2 separate regions of the Pan troglodytes genome follow, and region 1 is linked to region 2. The links are chromatin contacts, called in public Hi-C maps. All regions are on one chromosome and are shown on one strand. The core of a region is the stretch at or near the end of the contact, and the rest is flanking DNA. Distances in the headings are between cores, read along the strand shown.

Region 1 (6,839 bases), core at 122-2,621, 220 kb after region 2:
GTGAAAAGAACCATGCAGGGATGCTGAAGTATCCAAGGACTAGCAACAGAAGAATGCTTCACCATCCCAAATCCTGAAAAGGAGGAGAGGCAGTGGTGGTTGCAAAGTGCAGTGAAGAACTGGAGACTTGGCAGAGGGACCAGCCTACAGGAGCTACACCTGCAGAAGAGCTCAGCCATTGCCAGAAGTAGGGAAGAAGCCAGGACTGTGAATCCCCTGACCACCCTCTTCTACCTTTCAGTCTCCTATTTATACCCCTCACTGGTCAAAGCCCATGACTCCAGGTGCCCAGATAGTCTTGGTGATGCAGTGCACAGAGATGAACTTCTTGGGCAAAACTCAGAACAGACAGGGATAGAAGATGGATGGGAGCCAGGAGAGAGGGTAGGAGCAATGGAAATCAACCAGCACAGGGCTCCCCTCCCAGATCTCTTCCTTCTCTAGTCTCTCTAAAACTCCACACAGCTTATGCAATAAAACTGGCTTCCTGTTTTTACTGGTTCCTTGAATGCATACAGCAGAAGGAACATTTTTCCAGAGCTGTGTAATTTATGCACAAGGAACCCTTGAGTCTCAGATGTGGCCCAGCTCCACTTACAAAAAAATTGCATGGGATCTTGGAGTGAAGTCCTTGGACTGATGAACAGAGGGTTTTTGCCACAGTGTCCCTCCTAAGTCCCTCTCCTAAACTTGCAACAGCAACAAACAGCTGGTGGAGATTTAGGAGTTCAAGATTCTAACCTAGTAGCTTTCCAGCTCATCATGAATTAAATACTCTTCTTACCCCTTTAGAGGTAAGAATACTGAGGCTCAGAGCAATTGAGCAATGTGCCCATGACAAGCCTTAATAAATGTGGGATATTCTAGCTCTGCCCATCCACCTCCAATGCCCATGCCCTGTCATGAGCACACACACCTGCACTCCCCTGCCTCTCAAGGCCTCTTCTTTAAGACATGTTTTCACAGCAAGATCATTGCATTATGGAGGAAATGCAATATCCACAATTATCTTCCTTTGATCCTAGCAAACATCATTTTCCTCTGACCTTAGCTGGGAGCTAAGCCTGTCACAATCATGACTGGCTTACTCATGATCAAAATATTCAGTGCGGCCAGAACATGCAGCTCGGCAAACTCTAAGGAGTCCCAAATATAACAACCTACTTTGCTCTGCCCAAGGAACAGAGACTGGCCCCAAAGGATTGATGCTGACCCTCTGCATTTGGTTTAGTTCCACAAAAGGAACCTAGGCAATCTTTTAGCATCATCGTTGTACTATTATGCTTAGAAAAATCCAGGCAGTCTAAATTCCTCTATACACACTACACATTCTTGTCAAGATTAATCCTAACAGAAGCCAGGAGCAAGTAGGACCACACATTCCACAGGCCTTGTGTGTCCCCTAATGTGGTTTGTAGATCAGCCTGAGACATGCCAAATATATTGGGTAACTGAAGACTCTTTTGAAAGAGAAAATTGAAAGAAAAAAAAACATAAAATTTGCAGTGCTGTACCATGGTTTTCAAGAGACTCATTGATCCCTTTTTATTTCTGCTCTGACTCACTGTTTCCTAAATTTGGTAGGAATCTTGCACTTTGAGCCAGATCCTTCTTTTTTTAAGGGCTGTCCTGTGCATCATAGGACATTAGCAGCATCCCTGGCCTCTACCCACTAGATGCTAGTAGCATCTCCACCCAACCACGTGAGTCATCACAAGCAACAATATCTCCCATCATTGCCAAATGTCTCCTGGGGGGTCAAAATTGAGAACCACTTGTGAACCATATCTGTACAGTCTTGTCATGGTGAGAGAGTCTACTTAGCCCCCCAAATCTACTTTTTCCAACTGACCTTTATTTACAGAAATGACCCCATAGCTGCTCCTCATTTCAGGTATGATATCTCTTCCCTTGTGAGAATCCCAAGTTAAAGAGACTCCATCCTGGAAGGTGTGCAGGAAGAGCAAGAAACTGTGCCCTCATCCAAATTCTCTTTTACTATAGCCAGGATTTTTTTAAATGTTTTCTAAGATACAAAAATCACCAAGTCTCCTATTTCTAAGAATTTACTCCAAGAAAATAATTAATAATGTGTGCAAAGGTTTAATTGCAGAAAGAGCCCTGCAGCAAAGCTTGCAATATGGAAAATTGAGAAATAGCCTCAACATGGGTGAAATGAGCTGTGATACACTCATCCAATGAAACAGAGTCATAAAAAATGATGAGGATGCCCCACCAGGCACAAGAGCTTGCACCTGTAGTTCCAGCTGCTGGGGAGGACTGCTTGAGCTCAGGAGTTGAGGCCAGTCTGGGCAACATAGGGAAACCCTGTCTTTAAAAAAAAGAGGATGGAAATGTATTGGCACCATAAGATATTCACAAAATATTAACTAAACAAAGTAGATGACTGAGGAATACTTTCAGTACTCATTTCATTTTTAAAGTCTGTTTGCCCATATGCATAGAAAAAGTCTAAATTAAAATATTAATGGGGAATTTTAAATCTCTACTCTTTTGACCTTTATTTTTAATTTTTATAATAAACATTGTACTCATTTTACATAAAATATTTTATGTATGCTCTTAGGCTACTTGCATATTATTTTGTTTCCAAAAATTGCAGAGAAAATGTCTAAGGAGAGAGAAATAAAACTCTTAGTAGTTGAAGTGTAAAACACGATATCATTCTTAAAGTTTCCTAGTGGCGTACCTGGATGTCTATTCCAGAGGATTTTTTAAAGCAAGATTACCACCAAGTAATACTAGTTTATATGTTTTTAAATTGTTTCTTCCTAACTAGAACAGGGAGGGAAATGAGTCTTGAGTTTACATCATTTTATTGAGTTTTTCTTAGTCCAGAACTATGAACCCAATGGGTTACAACAGTATGAAGTCATTCAGAACCAATGCATTTGTCAGATGGCAAAGGCATTTATGAGCAGCTATATGAATAAGACTGAATTCATGGCTTCACTCCAGTGCCATCATGGAGGTGGCAGAACTTACTGAAGTAAAGACTTGCCCAATATAGTTAGGGTTCCAAAAAATGATCTGCTAGCACTAAAAGGAGAAAAATCATAAACTCTAAGGGGTTGCATAGATGCTCTTTCATTACAAAAGTACTATCTTTTACAAGATTGTGAGATGCTGCCTTGGTGGAAATAAACAAGAAAAAACAAAGTCTCAGTGATCTATTCCAACCACAGTTTCAGATAAATTTGGCACCACTGAGCATCCCCATTGTTACTGAAACAGAAAACACTCAGGTCTTACTATTATTATTACTCCAGAACAACAAAGAGAGTTGCAAGGATTTTCTACAGAAAACATCCAGGTCTTACTACATGTAGAACTAAAATCAAAGCACAGCCTCCTGAGATGTCCCAGTTGGTCAGAATATTGACAAATAATAACTAGAAGGTTAGTATGTGAGATGGTCAGGGCCCAGAAGCCATATATCCATCAATGTATCAAGGTGTGTCCACACAAGGAGTTGCCCACCTGATTCCCTTTTAGGGTTGCCAGATAAAATTCAGAAGATTCAAATATAAATTTCACATAACAATCATTTAGTAGAAATCTGTCTCAAATATTTAACTGGGTGTCCTGTATTCCTTTTTGCTAAATTTGGCAACTCTAAATTATGAACAAAAACTCACCTACAAAAACATAAATATGAGTCCAACTAACTTTTTGGAAGGCCGTGCATATAATTTCTCATATAACAAGAAGTAATTGTTCTTTTGAGAAGGGATTCTTAGCTTCCTAAAACAGTTTTAAAGGGCCAAAGTTAGCTGGATGAGAAAGCCATTAGAGAATCTTTTGGGTGGAAAGTCAGAAGACAAGATCTAGCCCCAGGAATTCCAATAATCAGCTTTGTGTGACTTTTAGACAAATCACCTAAATCCTTTAAGCCTCTGATTCCACACTGGATTGGTGGTGGAAAGTAAGTTGCTGTCTTTCTCCAAACTCATGGCAGACATTGCTAATAGATAGCAGCATTTCTTCCCACTGTGCCCCAGGGCAGCCTCAGAATTCTCAACAAAGTCTCCAGGTCCATCCATCAACAAGCATGTACCCTTGAGATGAAATCAACTTGCCTTCCCTGAATTAAAGGAGCCTTTGGTTACCCTTCCAGTTCTAACGAGAGTTGGGAAACTCTTGTATTCTAATTCAATAGGCAAGGCTATACCTAGGTTTGCACTCCCAATTAAAAGCAAAACTTGGCAACTGCCTTCTGAAATCGCTATTTTACAAAATCAGAGCAGGAGTAATGGGTGCTGGAGTTCTGCTTGGACCAGGCCTTATAGGCCATTACTTCCAGCTGAGTGGCTCCAACAGCCCTCCAGGGCCTTGGTGGAGGCCAGGGTAGATCCTGACACTGGCCCTCAATGATGAACTTGACTCCACTCTGCTTCACGTCTCTGCTTCTTTTGCATCCATGGGCTTCTCATACCACTCACAGGTTTCCTCACCCTGTTATCTGCCTTTTCTACAGCATGGATTCTGATTTCTCATCATTTCAATCTCTGCTGGCATCTCCCAGCCCAGCTCTAGTTCATGACATGTTCTTTGCTTTAGCTCCAATTGCTCAATCCCTGCTGACTCTTTCTTCATGTCTCAGTTCAAATCCCCAGAGTGAGGATCTCATGTTTGGCAGGCCCCTGTTTACCAAAGAGCCAGCCTGGGGATTGGCTGCAGCTGATCCACACCCTCCTTCGGTCCCATCAGCTAGGACTGTGAATACTGGTATAAAGCACAGTTGCCTGCTCAAAGCCCATCAGCACGAGATATAGACAGTTTTGTTTTGTTTTTTTTCCAAAAGTGTGTCATCAGGTAGGCACTGCAATGTTCAGTTCATAATTTCACAGGGTCTTTGCAAGAACAAAATGTGGTAATATATGTAAAAAATGACAATTTTAGCAGATTTCCCCCAAAAGCAGACTCTAAGACAAGGACTTGAGTATAAGTGGTTATTTGGGAGTTGCAGGAAACACCAATAGGGTAGTGAGGAAGCAACAGAGCAATAATAACTGTGTCTCTAAGCTAACTGCCACAGTGGTTGATTGAAGCTCATCCCAAGGAGCTGCCCAGGAGAACAGGATAACACACACCGAATCAGCTCACCCAAAAAGGGAGGAAGCCGGAGTGTTTAAAGACCAACTCCCAAGAGTCATTGGCTGAGGACCGCTCTCAGGAACAATATTTTTCCAGCACTTTGGGAGTGCCATTGGTGCTCAGGTAAAGTGGCTTTTCAGGGTTCTGAAAAAAGGCTTCGGCACAGAGATGGAGATAAGACAGTTAAAAATCTACCAAAGCACCCTGAATTGGTTAATGCAAGGGATATGGAAGAGGCAATGACTTCATCTGCCACCGTACTTGGTCAACCCTCAAATAAATGTTGGCCCCACAAGAGAAGGGGGTATTGTCTGCTTAGTTCCCTGTACCTGAAACTGCCTGGTGCATAATCAAAGCTCAGTAAATATTGGTAGGATGAATGAATGAATGAATGAATGAAGAAATGTCTATATAAATGAATGAATTATTTGGACAATTGGAGATCTTTTCTATTTGTTTTTCTTCTCTTGTGAATAAAGAGGTAACGGGATGGGAGAGGGTAAAGGGGAGCAGCTGGGGGACACAGAACCACCTTGTACCAAAAGAAGCCTGAGTTTTAAGACCAACTCTTTTTGCACAACTACCATGACTTAGGCAAAGCAGAACAAAACATCTCTCTCCTACACACTCCTCAAGTTGAATTTTAATGATTTTTTTCTACTATTTGCCCCTTACTTTCATTTCAGTTTGGTTTCAGCTGCATAAGTTGTTGAGGGCTGTATCTGTCTCCTTTCCCTGGTCCTGTATCCCCAAGGACAACCCTGAGCCCCACTCTTACCTAAACCCTACACCAACAACATCACAAGCAAGCCTGCAGTCATTAGAGTTGTGAGGGGACAATATTAATCCACCTCCACTGATAGGATTTGAGAAGGGCTTCCATTTAATCCCACTCCTCACCCCTGAGGGTGCCAAGCCAATTGAGAAATGCACACAGAAGCCACATATGTACCAAAATACTTGTCTTCCTACTGGTAGCACCAAATCAGAGAAAGCAACTTGGATATGAGGATGAAACAAACTTCCCAGTAGTTGCCTCCAGGTCTAGACCTGATTAGCGTCCCAGAACAGAAACTTTTCCATTCAGCCTCAACGAGAACAGAGGTCTCCCTCCCCCCAAATCAAGCTCATAGAACCCAAGAGAGGCCACATGTGCAAGTGACTTTTTACACACAGCCCACTCCCAACACAGAGCCCAGGGGGTACCAGACTCTTGCCATCTCACCAATCAGAGAAATCCCTCCTCCTCCCTCCACCAGAAGGAGCCATGGAGACATAAGCCACTAATTATTAAGAGAGTGGAAGTTCCTATCTTTCAGAGCAGCAGGAACTCAGGGAAAGGAACAAAAATTGTGCCTTCCCTACCACATCTATGAGAAAAGAGCTGATCTGAAAACATATTTACCTTTTAATTCTCAGTGACCAGATAGGGGCAAGTGCGCCACTGGATACAGTGAGGGACTTGCTCTACAGAAGAGTCATTTTCAGTTCCTCTTTCCTCCTGTTACACAGCTATCAATGCATTCAGGTCTGTGCAGAAACCATACGTTCTTCACTAGCTAGGGCCAGACCTTCTGCTCCTTCATCTCTCACGCTAAGATTGTTAGTGAACTCTGCAGTGAATGCTCAGCCAGAGTTTGGAAATGTCATCTTACAAGCTTTAATATGTCAAGGAGAAAACTGTTTCTTTGGGAATGTTTCTTCCTAACCAAGATAAGAAA
Region 2 (6,822 bases), core at 2,214-4,713:
AAGCTTAAAATAGAAACCATAAGAACCCTCCAATTAAAGTGTACCATTCTTATAGGTAAGGTGGGATTCATAGCACACCGCTCATCTTTCAGCTGCCAAGGAGCCTTGTCCACAATGCCTCTAGGCCCTTCAGCCTCTACAGGTTCAGCTACTCACTACTTAATGCTCACTCAAATACAGTCTCAAATGAGGGCACTCCCACTTGCTGTCTTTTTTTCCCCCTCCAGTCCTTGAGATACCATGCATTGGTGGGATCTTTGATCTTCTGCTGAATAAAGGCAGCAGACCACCTAGAAAGGAAACTGCAGAGTTACAATAGGTACACCTCACCATGGAACACTATACATCAATTACAGAGAGAAAAAGAAGACAGAGGGAGAGAGAGAGAGAGAGAAGTGGCAGAAAGATGTGGAACTTATCCAGGATGCCGAACGTTAAAAAAACTCAAATTGCAGAAGAACATGTTAGTATGATCCCATTCTTGTTAAAGCACTCGCATATAAGTTGGTGTATTCATGAAACAAAATGAACACAATCATATGCCAAACCTTTAAAAGAAAGTTGGGATTACGGAAAATGTTTCCTTTACAGACCTTGTGTTTCTGTAATGTTTCAATTTTTTTTTTTTACAATAATCACATATCACTGTTGTAGTAATAAAAAAAAACCTACAATTTTTTTAAGAGGAAAAGCAGTTGATTCTACAAATAGAAACCCATCTTAGTTCACTTGGGCTTCCATAAAATATACCAAAAACTAGATAGCTTATAAACAGCAGAAATTTATTGCTCACAGTTCTGGAGGAAGTCTGAGATCAGGGCACTGCAGATCCACTCTCTGGTGGGGGACTGTTTTCTGGTTCATAGATGGTGCCTTCTTGCTCTGTCCACACATGGAGGAAGAGGCAGCGCAGTTCTCTGCGGTCTGTTTTATAAGACACTAAACATTCTCACCTTACGGTATTTGTACCTCCTACTACCATCACATTGGTGGTTAGGTTTCAACACATGAATTTTAGGAAGATACAAACATTTATCCCATAGCAAAACCCTAAGATGCAGGCCCCAAGGCAGTTTTTGTGGGTGCCCAATATAGGAAACATTAGTTTTTATAATATAATACTATTTTCAATCAGAACCAAAGAAAAAAAGAAATTGGGTAAATAGTGTTATCTTCAAACACAAAAGATAGCAACATTTTCAATGTAATGGTTTTCAAAGTACTCTGATAGAAACACACCTGGAATAAAACAAAGTTTATTAGAATTTTTCACTGTTTGATATTGTTCATTATCTTATAATGACCTTAGTGCCAGGAATAATTCATCAGAGAAGTCTTCCTGTCACTGACGAATCTCGAAATGCTTTGTAAGTTTCCATCAATGTCAGTGTTTCCCAAGCTTGCTTTTAAAAGCATTTATTAAGCATCTAATGGGTGCCTGATATTTTATTACTTTCTTTCACATGACTATTTTCTTTTTGATTAAACCTTATTTAGTAAGTATTATTTTTCTCCTGTTTTTAGATGAGAAAACAAGGACTTAGGGTGGTTAGGAAACTACCTGATTACCAGCCACCTTGATATGAGGTAAAATGGGGAATGTGTGTATAAACGAAATAGAATTCAAGCTGGAACCACTGTGCTAAGTGAACACGTGTCTCATTTCATGGAGGACTCACCTTGGGCAACTGGCCCAGCACTCCTCGGTTATTTGGATCTAACACTTCCTTACACATTTGGGGAACATTGTTCTCAAACAGAAGGTCAGATGGTCCCTGAAGTCTACACATGAACTCCTTAAGAAACATTCCCGGAGTCCTATGACTAGGAAATAGCTTAGGTTTCTATGAGCTCTGATCCATTTGGATAGTTATAAACTCCCAAAAAGTGATATTTGAGCAGACATCATGTGTCATCGTGAAAATAAAATCATTGCACTGACTTATCTGAAATAGTCCTTAATATTCTAGCCACTGCCCCCTTAAGGCCATACTGTGCAGACTTTTGGATTTGACAAACGTGGTCATCACCACACTGACAATTTAATCCCAATACTTCAGTGATGGTGCTGTGTGCTCACTGATATTCGGTTGGTGTAAAAGTATTTACAGTTTTTGTCATTACTTTTAATGGCCAAGCCCGCAATTACTTTTGCACCAGCCTAATTCATTTTACCCTAGAGGTAAGCAAATGTGGCCATATTTTTATACCAGCACCAGGGGGCAGCAATGTGCAAATAACGCCGCTCTGTGGCCTCCTCTGCTTGGCCTGGTTTGGGAGGAGGATGTGGTTCTCATTCCCTAGTGCTTCTCAGATTTAAAATAATGGTAATGTAATCATTTCAGCTCTGCTCTGGAAACTGCTGGTGCTAATTCATTTCAGATGAAAAGACACAGACTACACACATGTGCATCAAATCAGTCTTTTCAGAATTCAGGGTCTGCTCATTCGGGCATTTGTTCACCTAACCTTTAATCAGAAACTACTGCGTGCCAGGCACCGCCCTGGATGAGGCCATGCTCCCATCCAGTGGGGAAACAGACACACCCCATCCAAAACCACAACCTTCCCTACTTTTTCAGTTTCCCTTAAGCACTTATTTTTTAAATTTTTTTCTTGTGAGTGATTTGTCTACCTTGTTGGAACATAAACTCCTTGACAGCTGGGATTTTTATCTGTTTTGTTCACTGGTGTATCCCTAGCTACTAGAACAGTACCTGGGACATAATTAGGGTTCAATAAATATTTTTTGAATGAACAGGTATAAAATTATTGAGACACACCATAATGGAGGTGGACGTGCATATCTTCATATGAACTAGATTATGCTAAATTATTCACTTGAATAAATTTATTGTTTTATCATTCCCACTAGCAGTGAATGGGAGTGATGCCCGAAAATAACATTAAATTATCTGGTATTAGCATTAGAAGGAATTTGGGACATCACCAAATTCTCCTTTTACAGAAAAAGAAATTGAAGCCAAAGTGAAGAAGAGATTTGCCCAAGGCTACCTACATCCAGACGGTCGCGTCAGGATTCCAAGCCAGGACTTCTGACCCCAGCCCACTGTGTTTTCACCACACACCCTGCTGCCTGCCTGACTTTTTCATTTTCCTCAAATATCACCTCCTGGAACTATCAACTGCATAAGTTAATGACCTGATCTGTCTAATTCTTATTTGGTAATTGGCAGAGACCAGACTTGGCTGTCTGCATTCAAGGTCTCCAAATCAACCCTCTTAAAGGCATCTCTGCTCAGCCTCTCTGCATGAGATCTGGTATTTAGTTCCTAGCACCCACTGTGTACTAAGTTCTTCAGAAACATGTGGTCATTTGAACCTCACAACAATCCTACGCAAGTGCTATTACTATTCTCGTTTTACTGATGAGAAAATATAATAACAGTGTACGTTGAACCCACAGGGCATGTAGCAGGAACTCAGGATTGTTCTAAGGATTCCATACTTGTGAGCTCATTTAATTCCCTGACAGCCTTTGAAGTGAGTGCTGTTACTGTTTTCTATTGTAGACGTGGATATTGAAGTCAAAAGAAGGCAAGATGTTTGTCCAAGGCCATATCGCTGGGAAATGGCAAAGCCACCCTGTGTTTCATTACTGTGCTCTCCTTCCCCACTGAAAACAGAGGAGCTGTGGAGTCACGGGCACAAGGTCACACGGGCTGTGCCAGCTGAATCCACTTTTGTGCATGGTTTTTTCACAACGAGCTGGAGGTTTGGGCCAGAAAACCCTTTTGTTTGAAAGTCACAGATCTGAAACTCAGCACAAAAGAGGAGAAAGTGATAATGCAAAAGCTGCCTGGGCTGCAAGCAGCGTTTCCTCTTTGGGTTTGTTTTCCTTTCTAATTTGCCAAGCTCTTTCCAGGCTGAGGCAGCTGCCACACAAAGCTCTTGAAGAGATCCCACTAGCTGGCCAAGGGACAACCATTAGACAGATGGGCTGGACCTTCTGTTTCCACCCTTCCATCTAGGCACCAAGAGCCTGGGTCTGCCGTGGGTGTGGGGACACCCTGAAGCTTGCCCATTCCAGGCTCAACCGGATAATGAACTGAAGTCACCTCATAGCAATTTGGACGTGATGTTTGTGGGAATGAAGCTGGTTTGCTCTGTTATTCTGTTGAATTAATCTGGGCTCTGAGCCCCCTTGAAAATCATCAGGAGAACACAATCTAAAAAGATGGGCAGGAAGTGGTTCTTTTGCTGGCCGGAGGTGATTTTGCTGATTGAACTTTTACATGTGGTGTGGAACAAATGAACAGAAAAGGCTCGGCTTACGAATCCTCTGCCGTTAGTTCATCTGCACATGTTCTGACCTCTGAAACTGAAGCACGCTGGTAAATCTCAGAGCCTCTTTCCAGCAGTGTCAAACAGTGTGATGAACAAAGGCTTTGAAGTCTGGTATACCAGGGGGTGCTTCACAACATACCCTGGGTGACTATATGACTCTGCCAGGTAACTGCCTCTCTGAGCCTCAGTGTCCTCATCAATGAAATGCAAGTTATAAAGCCTTTCTCACAAGGTTGTGGTAAATGTCTGGCACCTAGTATGTGCTCAATAAATAATGCCTATTATCATTCGGGAGAAAACTTTCATGGCCTAAACTATGGCAAAGGAGCAGGTCTGAGTCCTGGCTCCATCTCCTGCTGGCTAGCGGGCTTCTGACTTGTCATCTCCCTTCCTGCAACCTTGAATTTGACCTCTGACTGGAAGCGAGGAGATTGAAATATTCCCATCTTTAAGGTCTCTGACTAATCTGCAGTGACTCTCCCACTAGATGATCACTTCCTCCTGTACACACGCTCACTCACTCTCTGTGTCTCTCTATCTCTCTCCCTCTCTCTCACTGTCTTCTAGAGTTCATGAGGGAGGACGATAATACAGGGATCCCAGGCTCTTTGCTGCCAATCTCTGGGAGAAAGACAGGATTTACTGAACAGCTACTAAGTGCCAGGTGCTCATCATTTATTCTCCCACTTAAACCCCTCAGTAACCCTTGATTGGATACTGTCATCTGTAGTTTACAAAAGAGGAAATAGAACCTGGGGAGGTTTCCACAACCTTCCCAAAGTCACAGTAACTGAAAGAGGCAAAATCCATGCTTATACCCATCTGCCTATCTCCCAACCACTTCTGCTCTAGATGATCTCAAGACTTTGGTAAAATGAAATTTATTTTTCTATAGACAGGTCAGGCACCCATGGTCTATGAAAAACTCACAGCAAATATTGCTGCTGATAACAGCGAAGCACTTTTCCAACTCCACTGTAATGCTGAAATGGGAAGCAAATAAAAGAGGTATTTCCTAGCCTTTTATGATGGACACATTTACAATTTAATTTAGTCATACTGGTTTTGTAGAGTAATGAATCATTTAAGAAGAAAGCCCATGGTAAACAATTCCAATTAGCCTTTGGAAAGCTCCCCAGATGCCGTGGTTTTGGGTTTTCCATGTTGCAGCTGATTATCCCAGCTGTAGCCACATCGGCCAGCTCATCGCATAGTGCAGAAGAAAACACAGTCATCAATCAGAGCAAAAAATCACTGAGGACAAAATGAAGTCCTTCTTGCCTTGGCTTTTCTCCTGTTATATTTTTGATAATGTCTGTTAGGGGAAATGACCAAAAACAACTAAGAAACAACTTGATATTTCCCTCATTTCACATTCCCTGGGCAGCCACTGATGGGTTGAAGAGAACCAAATTACTAAAATGCACTTGGTTGTTGGATAATCAGGGGAAGTGTTTTGTATCTCAGGGTTTGGATATGACATTTCTGGCCCACTCTACAGGGCAGAAACCTAGCCATTCTTTCCTAATTGCTAAGTTCCCCTCATAAAATCCATCTCCAGGGGAAAACTTTAATTTAGATAGGTCATAAGTTGGAGCCTCTGCCAAAGACAGCACAGGCCGAGAGAAAAGACAATAGTTCTGCCACAGTAATCCTTGGCCACCAGAAATGATGGGGACAGCTTCCTTTTTCCCCTCCCTAAGAAGCTATTTTTCTATTTGGGTCATTTTACTTGTAACAGCAATGGATAGGATTATTAGACATCAAAGCCAATCTGAAAGAAACTTCGACCCTAAACACACACACACACACACACCATTGAAAAGAAACTTAAGGGGAATGCTTCTGTTTAAATACATACTTCTTGGCAGAATTTGTTTTAAAATCGGTCAGATTTTCTCCAGAAGAAGCACCAGCCTAGAGAGTCAAGGAAACTGGTTTGGAGCCTCAAAGTCTGGGGCACGCAGGTGTATTGTATCAGTCAGTGGAGGCCAACTGCTGTAACAAACAGCCCCCTTTGTGGCTTGACACAATAAAGGCCTACTTCTTGTTAATGCCACATTGCAATGAAGGTAGGCAGGTGGGGGTGCTCTGTTTTATTCAAGGACACAGGCTCTTTCATCTGCTGACTCTGCTATCATTTAGGGCTTCAGGATCCTTCATCCACTAGCTCTGATCTTCTTAAGGGCCTCTGAGTCCATCACTGGACACTCTGCCTCCAAACAGCAAACAAAGGAAGAGAGGGCACTGGGGTTAGCTATGGAGAATTTTAGAGAGCAGGCCTGTTGGCGACAGACATCTTTCGTGTACACATTCCATCGGCCAGAACTCATTCACATGGCCACCTAGCTGCCAGCGAGGCTGAGAAATGCAGTCTGGCTATGTGCCTGTGCCATAATAAGAAATACATATTTGGTCTTTGTCCCCAGTTCCTGGCATGTAGCTCCTAAAACCCTTGCAATGTGCAGAGTGATAAGGTGTCTTTTTGTGTGCTAATAAGATGGCTGGTGGCTG

What was found. A called contact is a pair of places that touch in the nucleus more often than the background predicts.
Region 1: a contact with region 2 is called in a Hi-C map of stem cell-derived neural progenitor cells, with 5 times the contacts expected there. The contact joins two enhancer-like sites. A contact is called at or near these places in 4 of 7 Hi-C or Micro-C datasets (blood, induced pluripotent stem cells and stem cell-derived neural progenitor cells) and 1 of 1 other capture datasets (stem cell-derived neural stem cells).

The regions. Positions count from the first base shown.
Region 1 is chr3:15,947,455-15,954,293 of NHGRI_mPanTro3-v2.0_pri, forward strand. No RefSeq gene overlaps it. Among named protein-coding and RNA genes, the nearest start is that of CC2D2A, 16 kb to the right of the region's middle. Within about 2 kb of position 1,372, at least 2 of the 24 cell types and tissues checked have an H3K27ac peak or open chromatin away from gene starts, as enhancers often do. A contact at or near this core is called in stem cell-derived neural progenitor cells, where this site is marked.
Region 2 is chr3:15,726,543-15,733,364 of NHGRI_mPanTro3-v2.0_pri, forward strand. No RefSeq gene overlaps it. Among named protein-coding and RNA genes, the nearest start is that of C1QTNF7, 110 kb to the right of the region's middle. Within about 2 kb of position 3,464, at least 9 of the 24 cell types and tissues checked have an H3K27ac peak or open chromatin away from gene starts, as enhancers often do. A contact at or near this core is called in stem cell-derived neural progenitor cells, where this site is marked.